Regions from separate parts of the Anas platyrhynchos genome. Here region 1 is linked to region 2. Evidence: chromatin contacts called from public Hi-C data. All regions are on one chromosome and are shown on one strand. Each heading gives the region's core, a stretch centred on a gene start, on an enhancer-like site or on the middle of the called end of the contact. The rest is flanking DNA. Distances are from core to core; before and after follow the strand shown.

Region 1 (3,404 bases), core at 384-2,883, 260 kb before region 2:
TTCTTATATAGTTCTTAAGTCTCTGTGTTGTGCTAGTTGTGGAGATGTGTGACAATTTCTCACAAATTTCACTCGGAACTGTTCAAACATGCATTGTAGGACATACCTTGCCTCTTATTTTTAATACTTCCCTCAAGTCTTTCTGTAAAATTCTTTCTGTTGCAGTTATTTTGTTCCAGTTCAATCTGAAAATGAAAAGATGTAAGTAGGAGGTGAGGTCTATATTAAAGAAAGGAAAATGAGACTCCTTCCAAGTGAATGGCATTCTGACACAAAAAATCCCATTTTCCCAAGTTTCTTTTAACACAAGATATTTTTAAATTTAAAACCCAGATTTCCACCCTTTGTCTTCATCTCAATGACTAGATATTGAAATAACTCTCAGAAAATGAATTCACAGTGTAAATCAGAGTTAGCACTGTCTATTATCTGATATAAATCAGTTATCCTCTTATCACACTTTGGTTCAAATTTAGTCACTCAATTTTTATATGGAATACAAAGTTAACGCTTACCTGGTCTAATGCAGATGCCCAAAATGAGAAGTCTACATACGGTATTGGGTCACTAAAACCTCCAAAGAATGGGCTAGAAAACTTACTTTTATGACCTTTCAATGTAAAAATGACTGATTCAAAAGACAAAAGCAGGCAGTGGGATTCGATCAGCTTAAATGAACTCTGAGTGAGTCCCAAATTAACAATTCTTACTCACCTCAGCAGCGTGGACCAGCATTTTCCTCTCCTTCTTCAGCCAACAAATGTAGTATCAGATGTATTAGCAATTAAATACCTTGCTATTTAATTTATAGTGATTTACATTGATTAAATATGCCAAAGAACAAATGAGCACAAAGGAAAAGAGAAAAAAAAAATCGATATGCACTTTTATTATAGTATTGCACCAGGGGAGTTTTAGGTTAGATGTTAGGAAGAACTTCTTTACTGAAAGGGTTGTGAGGCACTGGAACGGGCTGCCCAGGGAGGTGGTGGAGTCACCATCCCTGGAAGTCTTTAAAAGACGTTTAGATGTAGAGCTTAGGGATATGGTTTAGTGGGGACTGTTAGTGTTAGGTCAGAGGTTGGACTCGATGATCTTGAGGTCTCTTCCAACCTAGAAATTCTGTGATTCTGTGATTCTGAATTAAAAGAACTGCCTACAACAGCAACAATACCAACACAGAGAGAAAAGCGCATGCTTTCTAAACCTGACTTTGCAGCTAATCAGCTAACTGAACTGTCAGAGTAAGATGTGCTGCACGGACACTGGTGGTATCTGAAATGGTCCTGTTAGTGGCAGGTGTCAAATGGCTGCCAAAGAAGTTTAGACACCTATGCCAGCATCTATTACACAAATACTATTATCAGCAACACGGGATCCGAGCTTTTATTTCTGCTAGCCACCGGGGAATCCACCTCCGGCAGCCTGAGGTGTTTTACTACCGATAACTACGACCTGATGCAGGCAGCAAGGTGTCACCTGGGCAACAGCCACAAAACCCAACACATCACTCGTTCTGTGAGGAGAAATCAGCCATACAGCAGACCACGTTCCCGCCGTTCCGGGGGTTGTGCACGTCGCTCGCCCACACGAGGGCGCTCCCGCAGCGGCAGCGGGGCCGCCCCGCTCCCCTCAGCGCGGCTCCGCCCGTCCGGTGCGGCGGGGAAGGGCGGCCGGGCTCCTTCCGCCGCCTCCCGCCATGGTGGGCCCGGCCGGCGGGGCGCCGCTGGAGAACGCCAACCCCCTCATCTACCGCCGCTCCGGGGAGCGGCCCGTGACGGCGAGGGAGGAGGACGACGAGCTGCCCGACTCCATCGACGACCGGGAGATCTTCGATATCCTGACGGGAAGGCCGGGGCAGGCCGGGGCAGGGCAGGATGCAGGACAGGGGGACTGGGACAGGGACAGGGACAGGGATAGGGACAGGACACAGCGCGGGGCCCTTTCCTTAACCTGACACATCTCATCCGCTCCATCAACGATCCCGAGCACCCCCTCACTCTGGAGGAGCTGAATGTTGTTGAGCAAGTTCGAGTTAAAGTGAGGTTTTGTTCTCTCTTTTGCTTTGTTTCTGGTTGTTTGTTTGTGTGGGGATGTTTGGTTGTTCGGTTTTGTGCCATGAGGTTTGTTATTAGCTACCTACTGCATTTAAACAGTCCTCAAAGCAGTGAAGAACCCACGCGCAGCAAAGCACAGCTTCGAGCTGTGTTGTGCACAATGTGCCTCCAGCTAGCTGGGGTGCAGCTTTGCACACAGCAATTATTTGCTTGCTTTCCGACAGGTGAACGATGCCGAGAGCACCGTGGCAGTGGAGTTCACCCCCACGATTCCCCACTGCAGCATGGCAACGTTAATTGGCCTGTCCATCAAAGTAAAATTGATCAGATCTCTGCCCGAGAGATTTAAGGTGAGTAATGAATCACTCTGGAAAGCACAAGGGAGGAATGGTGTTTAAAAGGCGGCTAACTAACTTACAGCATAAAATAACCGGAGCTTTTTTCTTTCGTATTATGGGGAAGGGAAACACTCTAGGAATTGGGGTAGGAACTAAACTGAAAAATGGTTGCAGAGTTCCAGTTCTGTGATGGCCATGTCACAGGTGAGTGGGGTTATGATGGGAAGGTACCTGCTGGCCTCTACAGCATGGCATGGGAGGAGAGCTTGAGGCTTTTTAATTTTAGACCTGGTTTTATGCTGCGGTGTAGAGTATCTGGCATTGGCAAGAATATCTTTTTTTTGTTTTGTCTTCTTATTGCAGTATTTTCTGTATTAAATAGTTTTACTTTGAACTTCCAATGTTTTGTTAACTGGACACTTTTCTTTCTTGATGCTTTTTAAGATGGATGTTCATATAACACCAGGAACACATGCCTCTGAGCATGCAGGTAAGCTTTTTAGTGTTCTCCTGTGTGGTTTTCTTTTATTAATCTTGAAAATTAGAAGATAAGTTTTTCCACCTGCAGAGCAGCTGTTTAGTATCTGGCACTTTACATGCACCAAGCCCCTTCTGGGGAATGTTACAGAACAGGCATGTGTAATAATGAAATTTAGAAATGTTTTTTACTTTACTTTAACATCTCCGTGGACAACCTGTGCTCTCATGTAGTTACTGATTTGCTTGGAGGGCTCAGAAAAAGGGGCAAGGCTGGGGTAAATTTCGTTTCCTGTTGGACCTATACATGTACAGCTCTCTGTTGATTAATCATAAATAACTTGCTGGTTTAACCTGTGGTAATATGGTAGCTTTGACTTGAGACCACAACTCTGTGGTGCACTTAGCATCTACAGAATTAGTCGTCTGAGTTACCATAGCAGTGGTGGGATTATACTGCAATGTAAAATGCTTCTAAAAAGACATTCTATACCAATGTTTTGACCATTTTTTTTTTTGATATTTTTTTCTG
Region 2 (3,785 bases), core at 320-2,819:
TGACTAGAATAGTATTCCTCAAATATGTCACCCATCAGAAATGTTAAAAAGCCAGGCACCTTGAAAGTTATAATTTGCTGGCTGTGAGCTTTTATGCGGAATTCCAGTACATGTCATAGTGCATAACAAAAATAGGTGCCAAAGGAACAAAGTTGGTTGGGCTTGCATATCATCTAAATGTGTTTCTTGTCAGCTGCAGATGCTGTATGAATAGGGAGCGGGGCTATGTGGAGTTTTAAGGCTTCCCAGCAGAGCTAACATGCCCCGTGACTTGCGGCTACCCAGCCCCAGGCGTGGATTCCCCACCGCAGAAAATGCCCTCACTTCCTGAACAAGCAGGCTCCTCTCAATGCCAGTCCTACAGCGCCAGGCTGCTTCCCCTTGTTGCCTGCCCCAGGACTGTGCCCACAGACCAAAGGTTCACAGGAGCCGATGGGGAAGGGCTGCCTGGCCCCGTGCCATCACCCATCACCATGGGCACTGCACAGTGTAGGGCAGCCAGGAGCCCGCCTGTGCTGCTGGCCCTTTCCTTTCTCTTGCTTGAATTGCCTTATTTCCTCCTCTGGGTTAGCGCAGGGGATAGCCACAGACATGTTACAGATCTTAAACATACCGATCCCTGGTTTGGGTGGTCTTGGTGTTTGGCTACCTGCTGTCAAAACTGTCAATCTCCTGCTAAAATTGCAGAAAACTTTGTGTTCGGAAATTGAGAAGTTTAAAGATGCTAAAAGTCATTTCAATCACTTAACTTTCAGTTTAACTTTTGCTTTCTAAGTACCCGCTACCCCTGTGGATATATTCCCTCTTTGCCTGCCACCCGCCAACTGTTCATCTGTCAGGCTTTCTGGTGTTTTGCTTGTTGGTGTAACACTTGAAGCCCTTGATGGGCAAAGGCCTGTAATTACTGCCAGCCCAGACCTCACTACTTGACCCTAAGGAAAACCACAGTGTAGTTCTACGGGAGCAGTTTTTCTAGAGCAAGCTTGTTCTGTGCTATTCGGTACGTTAACATTAAATGACTGCCTTTGGGTGAGCCCCTGTGTCCTGGGTGGCCAGGGACAGACGGGTGTGGGGGAGCTCAGCCCCGCAGGCTGGAGGCTGCGCTCCCCTGCAGCAGGGCGCCCATCCCCAATTACCGAGTTCGATCTGCAGCAGGCACCACAGGCTGCCTTGTGCCCCGTGCTAGCACCAGCACTTACCGCGTGTAGCCGGGCACTGTGCTGCCTGTGCGCACCGTGGGGCAGACTGAAATTAAAACCGCACAGGGTGCTGCTCCGGCCCCTCTCCCGCTTCCCCAGCGGGCTCTGCCTGCACCGGGGCCGCGGCACCCGCAGGCTGCAGCCCCCCCCGGCCCTTGCTGCCCACCCCCGGCCCTTACCGACTCGGCGAGCAGCAGCTGCCCCTTGCGGGAGCCGAGGAAGTCCCGCGGCGGCAGCAGCGAGCGCAGCCCCGGCGGGGCGGCGGCCTCGGCCCCCGGCTCGGGCTCCTCCATGGCTGCGGCGGCCGCGGGCTGGCGAGGAGGAGCGCGGGCGGCTCGGGCTGCTGCTTTTTTTTTTTTTTTTTTTTTTTTTTTTGAAGGAGGGAAGCGGAAATCGTGACAATGCGGAAACGTGAAAAAAAAAAAAAAAAGTTTCAGCATCCCCAAATCCGAGGGGTGGGGGCCCCCGGGGGGCGGGATCCGCCGGCTGCCCCGCGGTGGCTGCGGGAGGGAGCCTGAGGGGGCAGCGCCCCCCCCAGCACCTCGGTTCTCCCCTCAGCGCCTCGTCCCCCCCGGCTTCACCTTCCCCCTGCACTCCTGCTGTTTTTTTCTCCTGTGCTGGGTAGCCCAGGCGGCCTCTCCCTGCCCTGCCCGCAGCTCGGTACCTCACCAAGTGCTCTGCTGCAAGTTCCCTTTCCGCAGCTTTTGGCTATTGTGCTGCCTCTGCCTTGAAACTGTCCCTCACACCGGTGCTTGCCCTTTAATTTGAATGCTCAGATTTGCTCAGTTGATGCCTAAATTTATGAATGGGCTTCCTGAGCATGAAGTCAGTTGTAGCAGCAACCCTTACACACACTGTAATAGTTTGTGATGGAAGACACAAACTTCACTTTATCTGCTACCTTCATTGCATATTAACACTGCAGCATCACTGCGATTGTTGTGGAAGTTACTTCCAACACTCACAAACATAAAAATGAAAATTCGGGGATCAAAAGGTCTCAATAAAACATTTACACAGGCTGATGCTCACCACCTGTGGAGTGGGGAACACAATGAAGGGTGAAAAAAATTTGTTCCTAAGATGTTTGCTGATAGCTTCTCCTTCTAAGTACACTTAACAAATAACGTTAAATAATGCATTCAGGGCCATTTGTAAATCTTTTTATTACAGAAAGACAATTATTAAATTAATTTTCATCTAGATGAAGATGTAGTTCAGTTTAGAAATACACGAGAATTTTTTGTGAAGTATAAACTGGTGAAACTGCAACACTTGAAACTACATACAGATGTAATAATACTTATGAACAATACTTGCAAAAAATGTAGAGAAATGCACAGGAAATTCAAAGATAAAGACATGAAAATACAAATTATTTAAAAGAGAACAGTTTAACAATAATCAATTAAGAAATTATTCTTTTGCTGAGATAGTAATTTTATTTTGCAGAACCATTCCTTTCTCTTGGTCCACTGATGCTAATCTTCTGGAAAAGAAGAACTGCATCAACAACACAGAGAACAAGCAATACAAAACCAAGCACCTGCAAAAATAACGATAATGTTAGTTTTCTCTTAGAACCTCTATCTTTTGCTGTAGTGACTCATCTGCTGTGCCTCAAAGAAGCAGTAATTGTATCTGCCCAAGGTGCTTCTGGCCTTCTAAATCTGTTTATGATTTAAGACAGCTGATAAATTAGGTATTTAAATCCCATCAACCTTTCATACAGCAGTCTACACCCTGTCTTTTTCTGATGTTTGTCTGAAGAGCTAGAAATATTCTCCTTGAAAGTGAAGCTAATGATGCTGTATTAAAAAAGACAATGCTTTTATCCAAAAAGAAAATCATTCTGCGTCTAACAACTATCTAACTTCTGGCCCAGAGCAGTCAGCATTTGTAGAAACAAGCCTAGGAAGAAAGTAATAGTGCTCCTCCTGTCAGGAACGCTGAACTGGAAACATTTGAATTCAAAGAAAATGTACATCAGTGTTTAAAAATACGACTTTGGGCAGGCAGCTGGAAAAGTGTGTTTGCAGAATGACTGCACAGTTAACCTTCTCAGCCCTTGCCTTTCAGTGTGATTCCACACTTTCTATTAATTCAAGCATGTTTTAAAATAGAATTGTCTGATCAGCAGGAGTAATGCTAAGGTAAGCCTTTTCTGGAAAGCATAGTTCAAGACAGTTTGTGCCCAAGGAATACAAGCCTAAAGGCAATTTGCTTTCTCCTAGTACTGAGGACGTCATGCATTGTGCCCAAACTTGTTTTCCAAGCTATCTGATTGGAAGGTCTTCTGCTTTCAGCTTAACTTTAATTCATGTTCATCTTGTAACTGAGAATATAAATTACCTTCTGCCATAATCCATCAATTTATCATGAAATCTTTTTGCTTAGGTTGTCAGTTATCAGCACTAATGAGGACATCAGCTTTGCATCCCTCTGACTCTTAGGCTGATTTTGAAAAACTCAGGTGACAAGTTCTGTTCATTATTATTTTATTTTTGGTTGCTTGTCACACTCTAACTTGACTTGTATTTCAGGAAACAGACTGAAGTATATTCAAAACTGTTTTTTTTTCCCCCT

Evidence for each region. Hi-C and Micro-C count contacts between places; a contact is called where the count stands out from the background.
Region 1: a Hi-C map of skeletal muscle shows a contact between it and region 2, with 4 times the contacts expected there. The contact joins the promoter of CIAO2B here to the promoter of CMTM3 in region 2. A contact is called at or near these places in 3 of 8 Hi-C or Micro-C datasets (skeletal muscle and subcutaneous adipose tissue).

Annotation. Positions count from the first base shown.
Region 1 is chr12:9,797,226-9,800,629 of IASCAAS_PekinDuck_T2T, reverse strand. CIAO2B (cytosolic iron-sulfur assembly component 2B) reads left to right here and starts at 1,633. Exons shown (of 5, transcript XM_072043968.1): 1 at 1,633-1,837; 2 at 1,963-2,040; 3 at 2,282-2,407; 4 at 2,840-2,885. The coding sequence starts at 1,700. LOC101790993 (fatty acyl-CoA hydrolase precursor, medium chain-like) reads right to left here and starts at 750. Exons shown (of 14, transcript XM_072043957.1): 1 at 715-750; 2 at 107-185. The coding sequence starts at 735.
Region 2 is chr12:9,532,364-9,536,148 of IASCAAS_PekinDuck_T2T, reverse strand. CMTM3 (CKLF like MARVEL transmembrane domain containing 3) reads right to left here and starts at 1,569. Exons shown (of 5, transcript XM_027466761.3): 1 at 1,379-1,569. The coding sequence starts at 1,492. All of the region lies in intron 4 of CMTM4 (CKLF like MARVEL transmembrane domain containing 4), which reads left to right.